2 separate regions of the Gossypium hirsutum genome follow, and region 1 is linked to region 2. A link is a contact called in public Hi-C data. All regions are on one chromosome and are shown on one strand. Each heading gives the region's core, a stretch centred on a gene start, on an enhancer-like site or on the middle of the called end of the contact. The rest is flanking DNA. Distances are from core to core; before and after follow the strand shown. Region 1 holds the start of LOC107908476 (transcriptional corepressor LEUNIG_HOMOLOG). Region 2 holds the start of LOC107908481.

What was found. A called contact is a pair of places that touch in the nucleus more often than the background predicts.
Region 1: a Hi-C map of leaf shows a contact between it and region 2, with 1.7 times the contacts expected there. The contact joins the promoter of LOC107908476 here to the promoter of LOC107908481 in region 2. A contact is called at or near these places in 4 of 34 Hi-C or Micro-C datasets (leaf and petal).

Annotation. Positions count from the first base shown.
Region 1 is chrD02:43,217,409-43,224,072 of Gossypium_hirsutum_v2.1, forward strand. LOC107908476 (transcriptional corepressor LEUNIG_HOMOLOG) reads left to right here and starts at 3,653. Exons shown (of 18, transcript XM_016835654.2): 1 at 3,653-4,068; 2 at 4,184-4,240; 3 at 4,356-4,453; 4 at 5,216-5,325; 5 at 5,422-5,705; 6 at 5,800-5,854; 7 at 5,998-6,109; 8 at 6,642-6,664. The coding sequence starts at 4,209.
Region 2 is chrD02:42,954,679-42,961,975 of Gossypium_hirsutum_v2.1, forward strand. It overlaps LOC107908481, which reads right to left and starts at 3,546. Exons shown (of 10, transcript XM_016835660.2): 1 at 2,841-3,546; 2 at 2,697-2,766; 3 at 2,476-2,543; 4 at 2,255-2,316; 5 at 2,067-2,148; 6 at 1,737-1,970; 7 at 1,456-1,584; 8 at 1,299-1,360; 9 at 1,099-1,215. The coding sequence starts at 2,891.

The DNA.
Region 1 (6,664 bases), core at 2,403-4,902, 260 kb after region 2:
AATATCTCTGACAATATCATCATTGCTCAAAAAGTTAGCTTTATTCTATTCAGATTAGTTTCTAAACTTTCTCTACACGACCGAGTCTTCCACCTTATCCTAACTTGGAATTTACATCCTATTATGAAACATGCCAAGCTTCGAAACACTGATTATTGGTGGCTCGATTCTGTCCAAAATAATAGGCGTCCTGACCTTGCTTTCATCATGTTTAATGACATTACTAAGGCTATCGGGAGGGGGGTGAATACAAATATCACCCTTTCTCATGACATGTATTTGTCATATATCTTTAGACGGTTAGGAATTAGCACTCTTGGAGACTCCCCCATCACGTCCAATCAACCCATAAGTTACGGTGCACTTTACCATTCCGACTATCACTATGATGCCAACTCCGGTGAGTGGATTAAGGGAGGTAGTCTAGTTGCTGATGATGACGATGATGAAGGCACTTTTGAACATGTCCCTTCACCCGAGCATGCTCCTCCACTGGCTTCTTCATCTTATGTTGTTCAACCCTCTTCTAAGGTTAATAATGCTCTTCTCGATGCTATCTATCCATTGAACAATGATGCTCGAGATCTTAGGGAAGATGTTAACTCTCGACTATTGACATTGGAGGCACAAATGACGTCTCTCTTAGCTCGCTTCCCTTCGACTCCTCCTTTTCCTCCTAGTGATGATTAGATTAGATTTAAGTCATTCATTTCACACTCATAACATTTGCACCTAGATTTATTTATTTATGCCTATAACTATATTTTCTTGCACTTTATTGCTTTATTGGTATTTTAATATACATTATCGTTTTAGTTCTTTACCCATTTACCTTTAAATATCTATTATGATGAACTAACCTCATTTCTCCTTAATAAAAGGTATATTAATTGATTATTCATTTATGCTAACTATATGCAAATATGCAAATTTTGTGACCAATTTTCCTTAAAGTAAAAATGAATGTCACATTGTTTGTCAAATTTTATTTTAGACTTATATTCAAAATGACTTTTATTAAGGGAGCAAATTATTCAAAAACAAATTTACCAAATGTTTTCTTATATTAAAAGGGGAGGTTGTTAAATCAAGCTTTATTTGATAAAATGTTTTGATATAACAAATTGAAGTGTTTTTGAATAAAAGTTAAAATTAAACAAAATTAGCAAAATGATTTGTTTAAAATTAAGAGATAAAATTTTGAACATCTATTTTGAACTCTTAGAAATTTTTTTAAACAACTTTAAAATCAAAGTTAAAATGATTTTCACTTAGTAAAAAGACTTTTATCAAATCAAACAATTTTCAAACAAGTCAAAATTGCTCTAAACCAACAAGTATCGATACCTTTTTGGCCAAGTATTGATATTTTTTGAATTATCGATACCCTCTCTTAAACAATACCAAAGTGGCATTCTATTTTCACAAACCCTAATAAGTATCAATACCTTTTGATTAAGTATCGATAATTTTTGAAATATTAATACCCCTTCTTAAAAGCGATACCAAAATGACATTTTGTTTTTCAAACCCTAATAAGTATCGATATTTTCTGAATTATTGATACCCCTTCTTAAAAACGATACTAAAAATAACATTATGTTTCTCACAAAACTTATAAAGTATCGATAAAATTGTTTTGGTATCACTAGCAAAACTCCAACGGTCACTGAATTTAGCATTTATTGCAAAAATTATCGATACCTTTTTATATGGTATTGATACTCGGTGTTGCAAGTGAATTAAATGCTTTGATTTTTATATCCCCAACGACTTTATTCATGACACCAACAATCTCAACGGTTGGAAATTAATTAGTAGGTATAAATACCAACTTCTAAAGATCCTACAACAACAAGAAAGCACTTTTAAGCAAAAATCATCAATCAAACAACCTTTGAGCTTACTATTTCCATATTATTTTTATGTACACTTGTGAGCTTTACTTCTATTCTTTTGCTCAAATGTATTTCATTGTATTTGAACTTAATTTGCAAGCACTTTGATCTTGTAATGATTTTTTCTTTATTTGCTTATTTGTATTTCCTTGAGAGGGTTTGGGGTAGAAATTAATGGAGTTGTGAGGTTAAACATTGTCCTTAAATGTTATCAAAATAGTGAATTTGAGAAAATCTTTAGTTGTGGAAAGTTAAGGTAGTGGAGTAGGAAATTGGGGCCGAACCACTCTAAATTATCGTGTTCATCTTTCAATTTTCTTTCTAGCTTTCACATTTTTAAAAAAAGCCAATTCACTCCCCTCTTGGCCATTTCGGTTTGATTTATTGAGCTAACAAATAATTATAATTATAATTATAATTATAATTATTTTATATTATATTACTGATTTTATATATTTTACAAAAGGTAGAATAATATAAAATACTAATTCTCAATTGTTAAATTTTCTTATTATGACTTCTTAAATAGATATGAGTCATACTATTCGTTAAGATGAGATTTGTTTCTAATCAAACTGTTGCAATAAGTATGCATAAAAAAAGTAATATTTAATTTAATTATAAAATATGTTTATTTTCTTTTGATTTTTGATATAAAAATTAATAATTAATAACTTTATACATTATATATTAGATTACCAATTTGTTGATATTATCTTTTAATGTATATAATGTTAATATCACATATTTAATTTTTATTAATTATAAAAAAAATATTTTAACATATTAATTATTATCATATTTAAAATAAAATCATATTTATATTTAAAAATTATATTTATTTAATTAAAAATTTGAATTTTTTATTATTTTTAATTTATCCAATTATGCTCAATGATTTTATATTATATGATGTTTTTAAGTAGAATGATAAAATTAATTAATTTCACATTATTATAAAATTATATTTATTAATATTACTTTAATCATGATCATATAATCATATTAATAAATTATTATTCTAATGTTAAATTAATAATATAATTAACAATAATAAATATTCTCTTTAGCTCATAAATTTCTATAGCGTGGTGCTTTTATAGAATTATAAATATATTATAAATATAGATTATAAATTATAGATAAATACTATTATAAAAATATATAAATAGCAAAATTGATTTTTATATTTTTATTTTAAATAATAAAATAAAATATTCAAATTCATTTTAGCCAAATTTTAATTGGAAATTACACGATTCATTAGCTAATGTCTTAAGTGAAGAAGGGAGAAAATGGACACCACCATTAGATGTGTTCACGGGTCGAGTTTAGGCATAATATTAATACACTTTATGTTTGTACAAGTTTAACCTGACTCGAAATATGAACTTCAAATTTTGTCCAAATCTACCTACACTTATAAATAATTAATTCAAACCCGTTTTAGGTCCGTCCATATTATTTTTCTTAAAAATACATTTATATTATTTTTAATTTAATATTTAATAATTTTATATATATTTATTAAATTTTTATAGTTAGTTATCTTAATATTTTTAATTTTTATATTATAGTAATATAATATAAAACATTTGCAAATTTAAAAGCAGACTTAATTGAATCAACTTAAACATTGAAGGTTCAAACTTGAGTTTAACCTATATTTTAAACAAATATAATTTTATTTTGTCTAAATCAATTTTTAAATCTAATATTTTATCCAAAATACTCAAATTTTAGACCCACGTCTCAACTTATTATCCAGCGCATAACTTCTAAGCACCATCTGCTAAGCTTATAGATTCAAGCCTCAGGTTTGGTCCACACCAAGCATCCAAATCTCAGCTTCGGATCTTGAGCAAAATGTCCCTATATTTTTTCTTCTGTCGGAAAATTATAACTTTGAGCTAAGAAACCTTTTTTTCCCAATAAAAAAGAACCCTAATTTATTATTTTTTGTTTTTTTTTCTGGATTGGATTGGAAAGGTCATAACTCTTTTCTACTCCATTAACTCATCAATTTCAAGATCCTTTAAAGAAACTTATGAAATTTTGGAATTGTTTATTATTGAATGCGGAAACCAACGATTGATCAATAAAGATCGCTTCTTCATGAGCTCAAGAATGGTAATGTAGGCTTTGATCCGTCTGAATCCGCCCCTTTAAGGTTAGTTTCGATAAAATATCAGTGCCGTACTTAATTTATAACTTTTATGATAAAATTGAGTATTTAAATTTGCTTTCGATCAATTTTATAATTTTCTTTTTCTTTTTTTGAACAGTTAATTGATTTTTGTGGCTGAAACGATGGCGCAGAGTAATTGGGAAGCAGATAAGATGTACTCTTATGTTCTTTCAGAAAATTGATTCTAATTTTAGCTTAGTTTTTTTTGGCAAATTTTTTTAAATTTTTTTAGCTTAGTTAAGTTCCTTTTTTTTTTTTTTTGGCTGTAGGCTTGATGTCTATATTTATGATTATTTGGTAAAGAAAAAATTGCATACCACTGCAAAGTCTTTCATGACAGAAGGGAAAGTCGCCCCGGATCCAGTAGGTAAGATTTAGCTTTGACTGAGTATAAATTCATATAGGTTGCATTTGGGAACTTGGATTTCCAGAGATGGATTTGGATTTTAAAAATAGTGTAAATTATTTAATAAATACACTTTTAAATTTAACATTCATGATTAATTTTCAAAATCATGGGTTTTCAGATGTTTATTTAGGTGTGAATTTTAAATGACCTTAGATATTTGTCAATTTGAAATTCATATTTTATACCTTTCAAATATCTAATCATATTGAATCTTAACTAATTCTTATATAATGTATGTATTTGTTCCCACAATTTATATAGCAAATGAAATTCAAATCCAGATTTTCATGTCCTAGTTTTAGTTAATTGATGAAATTGTGCGACTGAAATTCTTTTCCGTGGAAAGGAAATATGGAGTTTATATATATATATATTTAGCCTAAGTTGCTTGCATTCTTTATTTTACCTTAAAGTACTGCGTTACACATGTTGGCGCTTCAAAGTTACATGGGTATGACACCTAGATTCTGAACTTTACTGTAAAACTCGCTGAAAGTGATTTGCACGTGTCAGATATCATATCCAAGTCCGTGTCTAATATTAGGTGGGAGAAAGGTGCTTTATTAATTTTCAAATTAATGATCGGTGATTTTTTCATTGAAATTAACGGTTAAATTTTACTCTAGTTGCTTGGTTATGTTGTAACTAATACAGCATATTGTTAGTAGAGGGGAATTATTTTGAATGACTGATTCATTTAAAATTTGTTTATTTATCCAGCAATTGATGCTCCTGGTGGGTTTCTTTTTGAGTGGTGGTCTGTCTTTTGGGACATTTTCATATCTAGAACAAATGACAAGCATTCAGAGGCTGCTGCAGCATACATAGAGGTGGCCGATTAAAACTTTAGCAAGTATTGTTGTTAATTCTTTTCAATAGTGCAATTTATACTGGTTGTTTTCGAACTATTATGGTATTATGAACAGGCACAGCAAATCAAAGCAAAGGAGCAACAACAGCTGCAGATGCAGCAGCTGCAGCTAATGCGTCAAGCACAGTTGCAGCGTAGGGATCCTAATAATCCATCTATGGTTGGTCCTGTAAATGCTATTGGTTCTGAAGGAATGCTTGGACAATCAAATGCTAGTGCTTTGGCAGCAAAAATGTATGAAGAGCGCATGAAACAACCAAATGCAGTGACTTCAGAGACATCCCAACCTCTTCTTGATGCTAGGATGGCCCTCTTAAAGTCAGCTACAAATCATCCCGGGTAAGTATAGTTGTAAATTTTAGATCAGATGTTTTGTTTTAATGTGATGAACTCTTTTCAGGTTTATAACACAGAAAAACTGTCTGTGATGCAGTCAATTGGTTCAAGGAAACCATGGAGATGTAACTGCGGCATTGCAGCAAATTCAGGTATGGACACTAGAAATTGCTGTACCTATGCTACTTGGATACATATTTTCTTGCATTTACATCAACACTTTACAACCTCACTGTTATACTGTTCCATTTTAGTTGAACTAGTGACTCTATATATATACATATACTCCTCACAGGACATTAAAGGTGAAGTGAACTTGGGTGGTACTCAGAGATCTATGCCCATGGATCCTTCCTCAATTTATGGACAGGGAATCATGCAATTGAAACCTGGAATAGGAAATGCAGGTGATTATAACTAATGGTGTTATATTCTGTTTGCACATGTCAATCTATGGAATGCTAATGAGTTTCATTTTCATAGACCACAGTTCTCATTAAGTATCTTTTACATTTATAGGTTTAGATACCATTATGTCATTTCCAGTCAGCTCAAGAGAAACATGTATCATTTGTTTCATATACACACCATCTAATCTTTCCTCGCATATTCAAGTCATTTTCTTATCTGAACTTGTATAATATGATAACTAAAATTCAATAGAAAAGCCAGCGCCAAGAGTGTTTGTTTGCATGTTACTGCTAATATGCTTAGTGCTGCTGTAACTTAAGATAGTCGGGTGCTTCTCTAGTTTGGCTTGCTGAGTGCGAAATCTGTCACCTACTGACCATAGTGTCTATATGATGTTGCTGTTCTATTCGTGTCAAGTTTATTTCTTCTGACAGAAAAGCAACATATCTAACTTTGGCTTTGTGTTTTATTAAGTCAAGACATTTGTGTAGATATTCTTATACTTTTATGTTACTTTTGTTCTTCAAGGTTTGAATCCTGGAGTTGGTAGC
Region 2 (7,297 bases), core at 2,296-4,795:
ATAAAGATATTCAAAACGTAAAAATGAAGTCTTTAATGAAAAAGGGACAAAGGTTAGGTTAATAATGTACATGTGTTGAAAGAAAAGGAAAAAGAGAATGAGCAAGTTGGATATGATTTTCAATCTATTAAAATGTTCGAGGTAGACAGAGTTGGTGAAAGAAATAGAAATATCTTGAATTACTAACTATAATTTATACTTTTATGTAATGTTTTGGTAGGGTTGGCATTGTCAAATGCTACATTACTTTCATTCTTCATTTTTCTTGAACAATCGTGTTCAATGTATATCCAAATACGAGTATAGGGATATGATGCTCTAAAATACCTTCTAAATACATTAAAAATTACATAAGCCCAGATCAACAATATTCTTGTGTCCAAGCAACATAGGTCATATGTTATATTTCTTCCACTCTTCATTTTTCTTGAAACACTCGTTTTTGACATATACCTAGATATGAGTATAAGAATATAATCCTTCAAAAGCCCTCTAAATATATGAAAATATAGGGAAAAAAAACTAAATAAATAGGTGTCAACTATATACTCGTGTCAGAGGAACATAGGTCACAAGCATGGTTAAAGAACTATACCGGTCCAATTAGAACCAAAGGCCAATTTAGTCCAAAGGTGATGCATAGAACCAGAAATGAGCTGAACAAGTAAAAATGGGTTACCACTGCACCCAGTAATTGTTAGTTAGATTTGAACGTTTAAACACTTGCTTTATATCAGAACTGTACTAAAGCCAAATACGTACCTTTATATTTATTTACTATATTTCTCTTATTTAACATTAATATATTTATATTAATATTTAAATCCTTTTTAATTAAAATGGTCAATCAAACTGCTTAGACAGGTGAGCAGTAAGCCAGTTGGACCCCTGTCTGGTTATTTCATCCTTGGTCTTCTAGGTAGTAGGTGCACCGCATTGGACAAGTACGATGCGTTCATCAACATATGTTTGATATTTAAGTTTTAATGTCCATTCAGTGATGGATTATATAGCATAACATTGTAGCAAAATAGATTTAATAAGATTGTATAACAGCCCAATATCAACCATTTGCAAAAAGATTAGATTTAGTCTCACCAGTTTAGCCCTTCGGGTGGCAGACTCCGACTGTAAAAAGGAAATTCAAAGAGAAAAATGGCTTTGAACCATAACGGTAGGTTCCCATATACTGATTGTGGCAGTGGAATGAGAGGGCTGAAATCAGAAAAATGCTAGACTCAGTAACGTCCTTCCTAAGTTCATAGTTGAAGAGATTAAATAGGAGAAAGATGACAAACCTAGTTGTTTCCTTGTAAATCCTATATGCAGCAACATTCCCGAATTTCTTGTCTGCAGACTCCTGTGTCCGATACATGTAATATAACATCAGTTAAGCAGATTGCAAAATTGTGGCAAAATATTACAATATAAAAAAATGAAGGTAGGAAAACAAACCTCGAGCAATGGTAGGCCACTAACAAAAAGAAGCAGCAATGTCAGAAAGATTGGCCCAAGAATCACCAGCCATTCAGCACCTTCAAGTATAGGAGTAGAGGCAACGAAAATTCCCCACCAAAGAAAAATCTAGCCAATATTTGTTAAGAATCATTTGGAGGAATTATTTATCAAAGGAAGGGATCTTAGAATAAATCAAGCACTAGTAGTAGCTAGAGTCATCTAGGGAAGCAAAGCAACCAGATGCATAACTGGTGACACTGGGAAATCATGATGCTCACCTCACCAAAATAGTTTGGATGGCGAGAGTATTTCCATACTCCAACATTGCACCACTTTCCTCTGTTTTCAGGGGAATTTTTGAAAGAAAGCTTTTGCTGGTCAGCTGCAGCTTCAAAAGAGATACCCACTGACCACATAATCCACCCTATGATGTCTTCAGCCTGAACCGATGGATCTCTATCACTAGCATTAACCACGGTTACAGGTAAAGTCACGGTCCAGACCCAGACAGCCTGCAATGCATGTAAAGATTGTGGTGCAGTAAAGTTTATTAGATGTCACACTGATAAACAGCAAAGAAATGGGTGTGATCAGACAGATACGAAGACCTGAAATATCCAGAAAACTGCTAATTTCCCCAAATTACTGCGCATCTCATCAAAACGTCGATCCTCGCCCCATTGCAAAATTCTGAACGCATTTCACATGATATTGGTAATCTTTCAATTAAATCATCAAATATATATAAACAAAAAAAAAAGGAAAAAATAGTTAATAAAATTTCATACTATTATACCTCATCAATAGAAAAATTGCCAAGCGTAGCCCCCATATTACTACAAGCGAAGTCAATACTACCTGGAAAGCAGAGTTGCAAAATCACTACATACAAACAGGAGGTGCAAGAACAGTATAAATGAGCTTTAAGGACCCTCTAAAATGAGTCAACACCTAACAGATGAACAGTTTAAACCAGTGATGTTTGAAGCAAACTTTTACGCAGTCAATCCAAATTACCTGACGAAAATGCCATGATCCTTTAATTATCAGAGTCAACACAGCAATTATAACAAAATTCGTGCTTCCTGAGCAAAAGAAAACAAAGACGATATCATTTAGAAACCAATGAATTCACATTTGAAGAATTGTATGAATTGTTATATGGGTCTTTACCTTTCCTATGCTCTAATAAAGGTTCAAAAGAACAATTAAAGAAGCTAAATTTATGGATGAGGTACCTGCAAAGTCAGTGACTTTATCGAACTTGAGAAGAGCGGTGATTATAAAGAAAAATATTTGATATCCCAACTGCACAAGCAAAACCCAAAATAAATCAAACATCAATTATTTTGGAGGGAGAGAGGGAGAAAATAAAAACATACAGTTACAATGGCAGTTAGAGCTAAGAAATGGGAATCTAAAACAGTTGCCATTTTGTTTGAATGGAAATCCTGTTTGCTTATTCTTCTTCCAGTTTCTTTTGCTTCTGATTAAAGCATAGGCTTAAGAAAGGGGTGTGGTAACGGGCAATGGAGGAAGATCAAACAAAAATAATTAAAATAATAAATTTAGGAATATCAACCATAAATAAATAAACCATATAAATTCTATTAATTCTCCTCAAACAAATAATGCTCGATAAATTGAATGATAAAAAATAAATCCCCACATCTGTTAAACAAAAGTAATATTGCATAAAAGAATAAATCATGAAGAGACATTTATATATAGGTTAAAAAGTAAATTTAAACTAAATTTAATAAAACCTAATTAATATATAATAAAAATTAAGTCTTAAAATTCGATCTCAATATAATTTAAACTCGATTTAAAGTTCGAAACTCATCATTTCCCTTAATAATCCTGTCTAAAAGTTTTGATTCGCATAGTTTCACTAAAATAATTATAACTTAAGTCCCAAACTCAAAATTAAATGATTCAAAATACATTTTAAAATTAAAAAATAGATTTTTAAATGCTATAAAAATATATCAATTCAGAAATAATTAATTCTCAACTAAATCGAATAATTTTCAAACTTAAAAATTAATAGCTTTCATAAATAAAATTTAATATATTTCACTCCATGTATCAAAATTGATTTGCTTTTGTAGAAGGCTATGATACATGCTTAGAATTGCTTTGCCTTCTAATGAAGTTATCGTCGACGGTTTATAGCCGTACGGTGCGAGTGGCTATGATTTGAACAGCAATTCTAAGTGCTTCTAGAATTGAAATGTACGTATACCGTTCAAAACTTGGGTTGCGTGCTTGCTTCAATTTCTTACACCCTCCTTTTTAACTCCAAAAGCTCAAAATTTATAATTACTCCTAAATTCCATTTCCAACCCCAAATATTATATGTCCAAACTCTTAAGTTACTTTCGACGGAGGTAGAAAGCTAACTGAAATTAAATTATAATTTTTATAATAGTAAAAATATAATTTTATTATTTTTATAATTTATATTTTTATAATTTTTAAAAAATTAATTAATTTTTATCATTTGTAAAGGATTAAAATGTAATTTTATAATTTAAAAATTTTAAAAATTTTAAATTACTTAAATAAAATCCGGCATGCTATTGCTAACTTTCCATTTGCTAAAACTCATTTCTTTTTTCTCAGAATAAATTACACCATTAGTTACTAAATTATAATTATGTTTTAGTCACTTAATTAAAAAATATAAAATTTGGTTATTTAATTATTTAAAAAATTTTATTTAAATTATATTTGAAAAAAATTGGTGCAGATAGTACGAATAGAAAAAGTTATATAGTATTGATTTCAACAATTCGATTACTTAAATGAAAACTTTTAAATAGTTTAGTAACTAAATTATAATTTTTTTAAATTACAGAACTAAAACAAAAATTTATCTATAATTTAATGACTAATGATATAATTTACCCTTTTTATTGACTTTTAAGTTACATTTAACTAATTATATGATAATTTCAGTTAGATTGAGGATGCCTCTACCATGCCTTCTGTGCATTGGCATCTAAAGGGTTTTTTATCCCAATTTTCAAAACAATCGCAGTGGACTTGGGGATAAAAATAGAATTCCACAAAAGGGTATTGAATAAATAATTTAACTTAAACCAATTAATCAGAATAAATTTAGGAGAATTTACACATAAATTAAATAAGATGAAACACACAAATTAATCAAAAGGGGTAGGCGGTGCACACCCTTCTAGAATCCCTGTGTGCTGCTTATCGCATCACAAATGGGCTTATTAGTAACTTTTCTGTATTAGGTTGAATTATTTGTGTTATTTAATTTTTAAATTAATTTATATAATTTTATTACCTAATAATTTGTTTTTATTTTTAAAATATTATTTGTTTAATTAATTAATTAATTAATTTAATTAATTAATTTCTTTAATCAAATTATTTTTTCAATCAAATTCTAATTCAGTTCGAGTCATGAAAACTTTACTATTGAAAAATGAATTTAATTATTTATTCAATAAAATTGCTATTACTAATTAATTTAATTTCCACATTGAACTCCAATTATATAATTATAAACAATTAAAAGTTGTTAAGAAATTATGCTATAGATTAGAAGTACAAGGCCTCTAATGAAATAATATGAAACTCGGTTTTGATTTGATACTAAATATCCAAAAATATGAGCATTTTGAATATAAGGACTAAAATGAATAAAATGCAAAGTATATTTAATTGATGTGTTTATCATATGATTGAGTGAAAACTAATACTATTTTTATGACTGAATTATTGTACATAGCTAAAAACGATGTTAGGCCATCTCAAGACAAAGGAAAGACGAAGGTCGTAAGTGAGTAGCTATTGTTGAAAATTTTTTGATTCAAAAACAGTTTTCTTGCACAGCAAAAAGTTAAAATTTTGAAAATCGAGCTGATTTGTGATATTTATAGTAATAAAATTTTCTTAAAATTGCACTTGTGTTTTTGGCTAGACGGATTCTTGCCATTCTTGGATTTTAACCGAACGGTATTCTCCGCTATTCTCGTACCACAATCTTATGAAATCAAAATAAATTCAAAAAAATGACTAAGTTAATAAAATTAAGTTCATTTTAACAAGTCCAAGAGCATCAAAAGAATAAGTCAAACTAGATAAATAATGTCAAAATAGATCAAATAACCACATAAAACTCCCTTTATCTTTTTGGATATAAGAGCCATGAATATTTTTCTCATCAAGCTTTCTGCAATACAAAAACAATATAACAATTTAAAATTCAATCAAAGTGCATGGAAAAATTCAACATAAAGTCAAGGCCAGGTGGTCAAACCTAGTTCTCTCCTAAATGTCCAAAATCTCTCTTTATCTAAAGGTTTAGTAAAAATGTCAATTAATTGGTTCAAAGTGCCTACATACTCTAGAACTATTTCACCTTTTCGGACATGATATCTAATGAAATGATGTCTTATTTCAATGTGTTTAGTCCTAAAATGTTAGATGGGATTTTTAGTGAGACAAATAGCACTAGTATTGTCACACTTGATAGGAATGGTATCTATATCAATTCCATAGTTCTTAAGTTGTTGCTTCATCCATAAAACTTGAGCACAACAACTATCAGAATAAATATATTTTGCTTCAGTGCTGGACAATGTGACGCCCCAAACCCAGCCGGAACGATCCAACCCAAATTTTAAACATCACATTAGCCACCGAAGTGACTCTCCATTTAAAACTTTACGAACCACACTAACCAACCGTACACACCACACATTTGCAGAATATTTCATATAGGAAATTAGACCTAAGCGCATGCTTTTCTAAATTAATCATTTATTTCACCCAATCAGAAGGTATAGAGCTTACCTTAATACTCAGCGGTCTCCCTTAGCTGCAAAAATTTGTTAGTTCATTTAATTATCATCATATTAATCAATTAATAAAATCCATCTAAACAAGCAATCAAGCAAGCAATTATAACGTTCAAAAAAATCCCAAAAATCAAACAGTTTGTAATTTCTATTTACAACTGTTGAAAATTTTATTTAAAATGTCTAAGTCTAATTCTAGTACTAAACCTTTGGTACAACCCACATTGCCTTCACTTCAAAGTTTAAAAGCTCAACACACATATTCTAAAAAAAATTATCTTGCGATGGATCACCGATTTACCACTCTCCTCGCTAACTCATGAACTATTTATCTGCAAGGTAAAGTAAGGAATGTGAGCTTGGTAAAGCTCAGCGAGTACACATGCATACAACAAAAATATTCACACCAAACATGTTAGAATTTAAACATACTTTAACAATTCACATATAACACAAATGACATACTCAACACAGTGATATATTGGCAAATCGTGAATATGAAACATAGTCAAATTATATACTCATTGAATAAACGGATCTTCAAAACACACCACATGACTCATAAAGTTGTACGCTATCTCCATGTAAGTATAGCATGTATGCTCACATTCTCCAAATACACCATGCTATCTACGGTGAATGGAGTTATGCTCGACATTCCCTTATCTCTCCAACACTATCTCCGAGCCACAATGCACAACACATAATAAAAAAGGGGTGAGTACTCACGATCCTATAGCATGCCAATGATATCCAACGATTTCAAGTGTTCACATTTCCAACATATCTAATTAATCACATTTTATTACGCAATATAACTAGCTCACATTACTATTGAGCTCGCACTTAACATTTCACAATAATATAATTTTGCACTAATCAAAACTTATAATATCATAAATGTAATAGCCCGAATTTGGGCCTAGTCGAAACAGTGGTTTCGGGACCATAAATGTAATATTTTAAAAATTTCTACAGTAAGATATTATCCTTGGTATAGT